2 separate regions of the Sus scrofa genome follow, and region 1 is linked to region 2. Evidence: chromatin contacts called from public HiChIP or PLAC-seq data. All regions are on one chromosome and are shown on one strand. The core of a region is the stretch at or near the end of the contact, and the rest is flanking DNA. Distances in the headings are between cores, read along the strand shown. Region 1 has its middle 79 kb from the start of MTHFD1. Region 2 overlaps MTHFD1 (C-1-tetrahydrofolate synthase, cytoplasmic).

What was found. HiChIP or PLAC-seq counts read pairs in DNA pulled down with a chosen protein or histone mark.
Region 1: a contact with region 2 is called in an H3K27ac HiChIP or PLAC-seq map of alveolar macrophages. The contact joins two enhancer-like sites. A contact is called at or near these places in 1 of 5 promoter capture datasets (liver) and 1 of 2 datasets of contacts at active chromatin or transcription factors (alveolar macrophages).

The regions. Positions count from the first base shown.
Region 1 is chr7:88,390,508-88,394,104 of Sscrofa11.1, reverse strand. No RefSeq gene overlaps it. Among named protein-coding and RNA genes, the nearest start is that of MTHFD1, 79 kb to the left of the region's middle. Within about 2 kb of position 1,609, at least 3 of the 83 cell types and tissues checked have an H3K27ac peak or open chromatin away from gene starts, as enhancers often do. A contact at or near this core is called in alveolar macrophages, where this site is marked.
Region 2 is chr7:88,527,846-88,531,537 of Sscrofa11.1, reverse strand. All of the region lies in intron 25 of MTHFD1 (C-1-tetrahydrofolate synthase, cytoplasmic), which reads right to left. Among named protein-coding and RNA genes, the nearest start is that of AKAP5, 9.2 kb to the left of the region's middle. Within about 2 kb of position 2,372, at least 29 of the 83 cell types and tissues checked have an H3K27ac peak or open chromatin away from gene starts, as enhancers often do. A contact at or near this core is called in alveolar macrophages, where this site is marked.

The DNA.
Region 1 (3,597 bases), core at 360-2,859, 140 kb after region 2:
CTGCAAGGATTACTCTGTCACCAGCTCTTTTGAGTTTTGCTCAAAGGTCACTTTCTTGGTGAGGCCTTACATGAGCACTCAGTTTGAAATTGCAACACCTCCCTCACCCTTCCCACATATACTGTTCCCCTTCCTGTTTTTATTTTTCTCCATAATACTTATCTCTGTCAAATATATACTGTATGATTTATTGGTTTAACTTAGTTTCTGTTCCACTCTTCTTCCCTTTTGGGTATAGATTCCATGACAATAGAGATTTTTTATCCATTTTTTTCACTGCTGAATCCTCACAGCTAGAATACTAAAATTTAGCAGAGATTCAATAAATATGTCTAAAGTACTTAAATACATTTGCAGAGTGAATGAATGGCCAAACCTGCACTGCAATGTGGTGATTCTGTTGGTTTGTTGAATGTATGAATCCACTTTTCAAGAACTGTCTCAAACACCATCTGTTTTTGGAAATTTATTTTGGTCCCTTGGGTCATATCTATTCCAGATCTTGTATTCTCCAGTTCATATAGAAAATTGTTATACTTTGTTATGGCACATATATTTTGTCTTATAATTATACTTATTAATGTAGTGAAGACACTATCTAATTTACTTGTATCCTCAGTAATTTGTAGCACTGTTATATATACTGCAGAGTACACCAAACACATATTGCATTAAAAAACAAATATAATGATAAATTTATTCTTTTGCTGTGTTAATTCTTATTCTTTTATTCTCCTCTCACTTATTCACTTAACATAGGCTTGAAAAACTCTTTTGCTTCTTTGGCATACTTTTGCTAAACTACATGACATTCATCAAACTCTGGTTCAGAGTATTATGTCAGGATTTAGAAATCTTGTATTCTAATTCTCATATGAACTGTGATTATGATCCTAAACTAGAACTTTTTAACGTAGCACAGAAATACAAAAACTTAGAAGTAGGTGCAGTGTTAAAATTGATATACCAGTTTCTCAGTCAACATTCTTTACAGGTATTTATCTTCTTCTATTTTGATATTTCCAGTGACACGGAACTTACTACCCCTCCTTCCAAAAGTCATTACATTTTCAGACAGCTCTAACTGTAAGAAAATTTTTATTTTTATTAAGCTAAAACCTATTGTCTTCTAACTTCATTTTATTGGTTGCCTTTAGATTTTCTTTCTCTATTTTCAGTTACTGTATTCTAGAGATGATTTCCTAGTACCATCATTTCAACACCTGTTACGATTCTAGTTTGATGACTCATAAGTCTTTGTGGGGTTTTTTGTCCTGAGGTTTCATGCTATGACTATATTTATATTTCAAAAGGAAGAAACTAGATGTCTTTGTATTAAAAGCTAAATGGGAAGTTTAATGTGTGTCAGCATATTTAGGATAAAGATGAAGATATCCTGGCCAAGAACTTTGAAACAGACAACATTTTTCACTCTGAAGGACTGAAAGATAGGCAGAAAATTTGGGATAAATGTCAACAGGATTTGATACATAAGGAAAAACAAATACCTGATTTAGACAGACCTCCATATTCAGTCTGCTGGGAAACTAAAACTGCATGATCCCATTATAGAAATTCCTCAGTCAGCAGTCTGTTCTTACCAGCAACAGTGTTGAATCCATACCAGCCAAGGAGGAATCTGTGAAAGTCAAGATTCAGGAAACTGGTGCAAATGAGCAATCTTGAATGTCTATAAGTGTATTGACAGATAGATGAGTTACTCTTTCAAATTTGTTTCTTTTTAAAGATCTGTATTTTGATATTAGCCAATTTGATAAACTCTGTGGCTTTGAATATTAATTTTGATTTTGTCACTATAAGCATAACATAACTATCAGGAAGTGCTTTTTTCTTTTGCTGTAGAGAAAAGATCTTCAGTAGGAAATAACAGATGCTCACTCAGCAAATGGAGCAGCTGCATCATCTTTATGAATAAAGTGTTTATGAATCATCCCAGGCTGAAGAAAAGCGTAGGGAACAGAGAAGACTCTTGAAATATATCTGAAAGGAAAAATTGCTTTCAGTGAGTTTTTTAAAAGAAAGACTTGGCTTAGATTTAAAAAGAGAGAATTTCCTGAATCATAAATATTAATTTGGGCAAAGGAAATTATCATATATTATTGTAATGTTAATAACTTAATTTTGCTTATTACAGAGAGCTGATAAAACTATTTATATTTCACCAAAGATTGGAAAAGTAAAGAAAAACAGTTGTAAATCCTTCATGATGCCTCTATCTTTACCAAAAATCCTTCCCTTTTTCATATCTTGTACTTTTTCATTGTGTACATATTTGATAGTTGCTGTGAGATCATTTATATATAATTCTTAATGTACTTAAAAAGCAATTATAGGAAAAGGAACTCAAAGTAATGGCTCTAATAGTAGAATTTCAGGCACTGTGGTACCTACATGTGGTAGGTGTTGGGAGGAGGCCTTTGATGATATCCTTCAGTAATGACCATGTAGATCATTGTATTTATTTTTAATTTTTATTTTTAGATCATTTTATTTTTAGATCAAAGTTTTTATACTTTTCCTTTCCTTCCATCTGTAAAGGCAAAGTCATTGCTAAAATAGGATAGGAAGTAGAATGTGGTATCATTTATTTTCAGGAGAGCCTGATATTATTTACTGTCTTCTCAGAAGACTGCCCATCTTACTTAAACCTATGTTACTGTTTGTGTTGTTGTTTTGGTTTGGTTTTTTGGCTGCACTGGCAGCATATGGAAATTCTCAGGCTAGGGATCAAACCTGTGCTGGAATTGTGGCCTGTGCCACAGCTGTGGCAATTCCAGATTCTTAATCCACTGTGCCACAAGGGTATTTCTTATGTTATGCTGTTTTGACAATAGTTATGCAGTCTCATTTCATGTCATTTGCTCTCTATATTATCTATTACTGTATAACAAATTACCCTAAAACTCAGCAGCTTAAAACAAGAAGTATTATCTCATACAGTTTCTAGGGTCAGGAATTCAGGAGCAGCCTAGTTGGGCTGGATGGTTGTGGCTGCAGATTTCTTGTGAGGTTGCGGTTAAACTGTTGGCTGAGGCTGCAATCAACTGAATGCTTGACTGGGCTGCCCTTAGACCTCTCCGTAGGCCTGCTAACACCACAACAGCTAGCTTTCCCTGGAAAGTTTATTTGTTTTGCTCCTCACTGGCTTATTTATTCATTCATTTGATATTCATTGAGTGACCATTAAAAAAAATTTGCAGCACTTTCCTTGTGAAAGACAATGATGTCTACTTTTGCCACTTCTATTCAACATAGTACTAGAAATTCTAGCCAGAGCAATTAAGCAAGATAAAGAAATTTTATTTTATCTAATTTTATTTTATTGTCTTTTGAGACCTGCACCCACAGCATATGGAGGTTCCTAGGCTAGGGGTTGAATCGGAGCTGTACCTGCCAGTCTATGCCACAGCCTCAGCAACACCAGATCTGAGCCACATCTGCAACCTATACCACAGCTCATGGCAATGCTAGATCCCTAACTCACTGAGCGAGGCTGCGGATTGAACCTGTATCCTCATGGATGCTGTCAGATTAGTTTCCACTGAGCCACGATGGGAACTCCAGAAATTTTAAAAA
Region 2 (3,692 bases), core at 1,123-3,622:
CTCCATGTTACATCTTAAAAATCAAGTCATTGATCCAGTTATGATCTCAGAGAAACCCCCAAGTCCTCCAGCAAACCACATGCCAAGCTTTGCTACGAGCTCTGTATGGACAGCGGCAACAAGAGGTAGAGGAGGGGAGTACCCATCGTGGCACAGCAGAAATGAATCCAGCTAGGCACCATGAGGTTGCGGGTTCGATCCTTGGCCTTGCTCAGTGGGTTAAGGATCCAGCATTGTCATGAGCTGTGGTATAGGTCACAGACACGGCTAGGATCCTGCATTGCTGTGGCTGTGGCGTAGGCTGGTAGCTGTAGCTCCCATTGGACCCCTAGCCTGGGAGCCTCCATATACCATGGGTGTGGCCCTAAAAAGCAAAAAAAAAAAAAAAAACAAAAAACAAAAACAACAAAAAATGAGAGGTAGAGGAGGCTCCTCCACCTCCCTTCGACAATGGCAGGTGCTGGGGAAGCTGGGGAGTCAGTTATTCACCCTTCAGTTCTCACGTCTCAGGACAAAAGGAGATGCAGGGCTTGTCTGCTGTGTAACTTTGTTTTAATGAGTCTTGTGTAGGTAACCATATTATTTTTATTTTTGCTTCAGCAACACAACACTAGGAATCAGTATCCTTTAACTTGGGCCAAGACATTTTTGTATACAATCTAGATGGTTTTATAATCACTGTTCTTACTGGTCCAATTTGGCCTCCTAAACCTGAATTTGCAGTGCTATGGATTGTATTTACACCTATTTCTTTTTCTAAAGGGCTGGCTTTGACAAACATCTATTTATATATAAATGTGTAAGGCTTGTAAGTGAACACTCGATATATTTTAATCTGTAACAAAGTTCTTTATAATGAATACACAAAAATTCCAAATCAGATCTAGACAGGAAAAGAGTTTAAACAGAACTTCTGTCGCGAGACATGTTTCTACAATATTTTCTTAGCCTCTTTGCTGAAAACTCCATCTTGTCCTGCTTTACTTTACCCCATCTTCCTGCTGGAAAAACAGTCACAGTGCTGGTAAATGACTTAAGCTTAAGAACAAAGACCTAAAGGCATAAGTTATTCATAGGGTCAGCTGAATGAGGACAAAATGCCTCGGTCTAGGCTCGCCAGACCTGTGCATATTGGCACACCGTTTGCACAAGCAGGATATGTCCTATAAGGAATAAGAGAAAGAGGAACCTCATGGCCAAGTGGTTTATGAGCTGTCATTAGCAGAATATGCATTAGCAAAGAGAACCGACGTGCAAACCTAGGCACACAGGGTCGCTGCAGATAGGCATGCGGAAGCACAGTGAGGATTCTCTGGAATGCTATGCATAGATAACTTCCTCAAATGCTAATGATTGTTATGTGCCTAAAGGTCAGAGTAAAAGCTTAACCTTCTACCAGCTAAGTGACTTTTAAAATAATAAAAGAACTCATAAAATAATAAACAAACCCTATATCTTCCACCCATAGCCCCCTCCTCACTTGACCAAATCCTAAAGAGCATAACAAAAGCAGTGTGGTTTCTAGAGGCGGCGCTCTTGGTCCCTGAGACCTTGAGTCCCCCGGTTCCCACCTTTACTTAAGATAAATGTCTCTGTGTCTTGTTTTATGTTAACTTATTTCCTTAAGTTTCACAGCACCCATGCTTCATCCCCATCCTGCTGAGCTGGACTCAGCGAACTTTAAAAATGTCATAGAAAAGGATTAGTCACCTTCCATAATACAAAACACTATTACTTTAGAAAACCCGAATCTGACATCTAGGTACCAATCAATACTCCATAGGATATACTAAGGGAGCTGACATCAGTCTCTATTCTCAAGTTCTGTAAGAAATATGCAACTGCTGAGTATGGGGACAAGTAGGAAAAAGGAAGGGCGACTGGCTGGTCCTCAGGCCACGCACAAGAGCCTAAAGATGACACTATAAAGATGAAAGACAAGGGCCCACTGATGTAGGTACACACGAGCTGTTGGCAGAAAACTCTGAAGATGGTCCCCAAAACAGTGATTAGGAGGATTTTCAGTACTTTTACTCTTTGCCAAAGAGGATTTTCCCCCCATATTGATAATCAGAAAACTTTTTTAAATGAAAAGGTCATGTGACATACACATAGGGACTTAGAAGTCATCACACCTTGCATTAACATATAAAATGCTCAAACACTCTGAGCCCTATTCAGGCCCCAACAGCAATTAGAAAGTGTGAAGAAGAGTAATTGTTAAGCCCTCTAGGTTAAGTGTGGAGATGTCTTGGTCCAAGTTGGCTTTAGACCAGAGTTTGAGTTTTAGATGAGGCAGTTTGTTTTAGACAAGAAAGTTGAGCTGGGCAGGCTGCGTTTCTCTCCGAACTGCAGGCCTGACACTTTCAGTTTTGCTTCCGTCTCTACAGTCAGCCCCTGCACGCACACATCAGAGGGGACTTTCAGCTGCCAGTCGCACTGACAGTTTTTCCAGAAACAACACACGTTTCTGTAATATTCAAGGTGCTGGGTAAATGGTTTCACATTCCTATTAAAAGAGGATTTCTACAAACCCCAAGGACTGATGAACATCATAACAGAGAGACCCCTCCTGCCTCTGGAGGGGCTGAGGGCACCAGTTTGCAGGCACCTGTCTGATCACCACTGTTATGTGATGACACTGCCCCACAGAGAGTTTTACAGGAGGAGGGTCACCTCTTTAATAACTCGCCTAAGGCCAAAAGTGGGGTTGGCCTTAGAGTTAGGTACTTTTGATTATAATACTGCTTCCTACCCCTTTCCCACTATGCTGAAAGAACAGCATAGCTCCCAAAGGCAATCCACTGGTTTCTTTTACTCATGTATTGGCTTAGTTTACTGTTTCGATCTTGTATTGCAGGAATGTACAATCTGCAGATGTCAGATACTGGGCGGATCTACGGGAAAAACCTGGGCACAGGATCAGTGATGCCTCCAAACAGCAACAATGTCCTTAAGCTTTCCTCTACCTCCCTATTAGCAATTTTCCTCTTTTAATATACATAAAAACCTTTAAGAAAGCATTTGATAATTCATCTCAAAGTATAAATAACCTCACCTTTCATATCCAAAGGTTTTGTTTATATTTTAATGGGGAAATTCTTTACTCAAAAATGCTGAATTCCCTGAATTTATTAAGGCATAAGCTCCAGGCCTATCAAGAAGACCCAGGAGGGGCAGAGCCTCCAAGGGGCTGTTGGGAGGGTTGAGCCAGCTGCGATTACATATAAGCACCACGGCCTATGAATCAGGCCCATCCTAGACTCAGTGAAGGTCATACTGCCACTGGGAGACAGAATTATTATTCAGTACAAGCAGTCATGACATCATCCTTGAATGGACACCAAGATGGTCCATGACAAGACGATTAATCATAATGGGCCCAGCTCCAACCTTCTCCTCAGCAATGAACTCTGCTAACTTGGCATTTGTGTGATGGCTGAGGCCATCGATTTACGGCTCAAGCACTGGAGTTAAGAAGCAGAGGCGAGGAGTTCCCGCTGTGCTCAGGGGTAATGAACCCGACTAGTGTCCATGGGGATGTGGGTTCGATCCCTGGCCTCACTCAGTGGGTTAAGGATCGAGCGTGGCCGTGAGCTAAGTGTAGTGTAGTAAGACACAGCTTGGATCCCACGTTGCTGTGGCTGTGGTGCAGGCCAGCAGCTGCAGCTCTGATTCTACCCTTAGCCTGG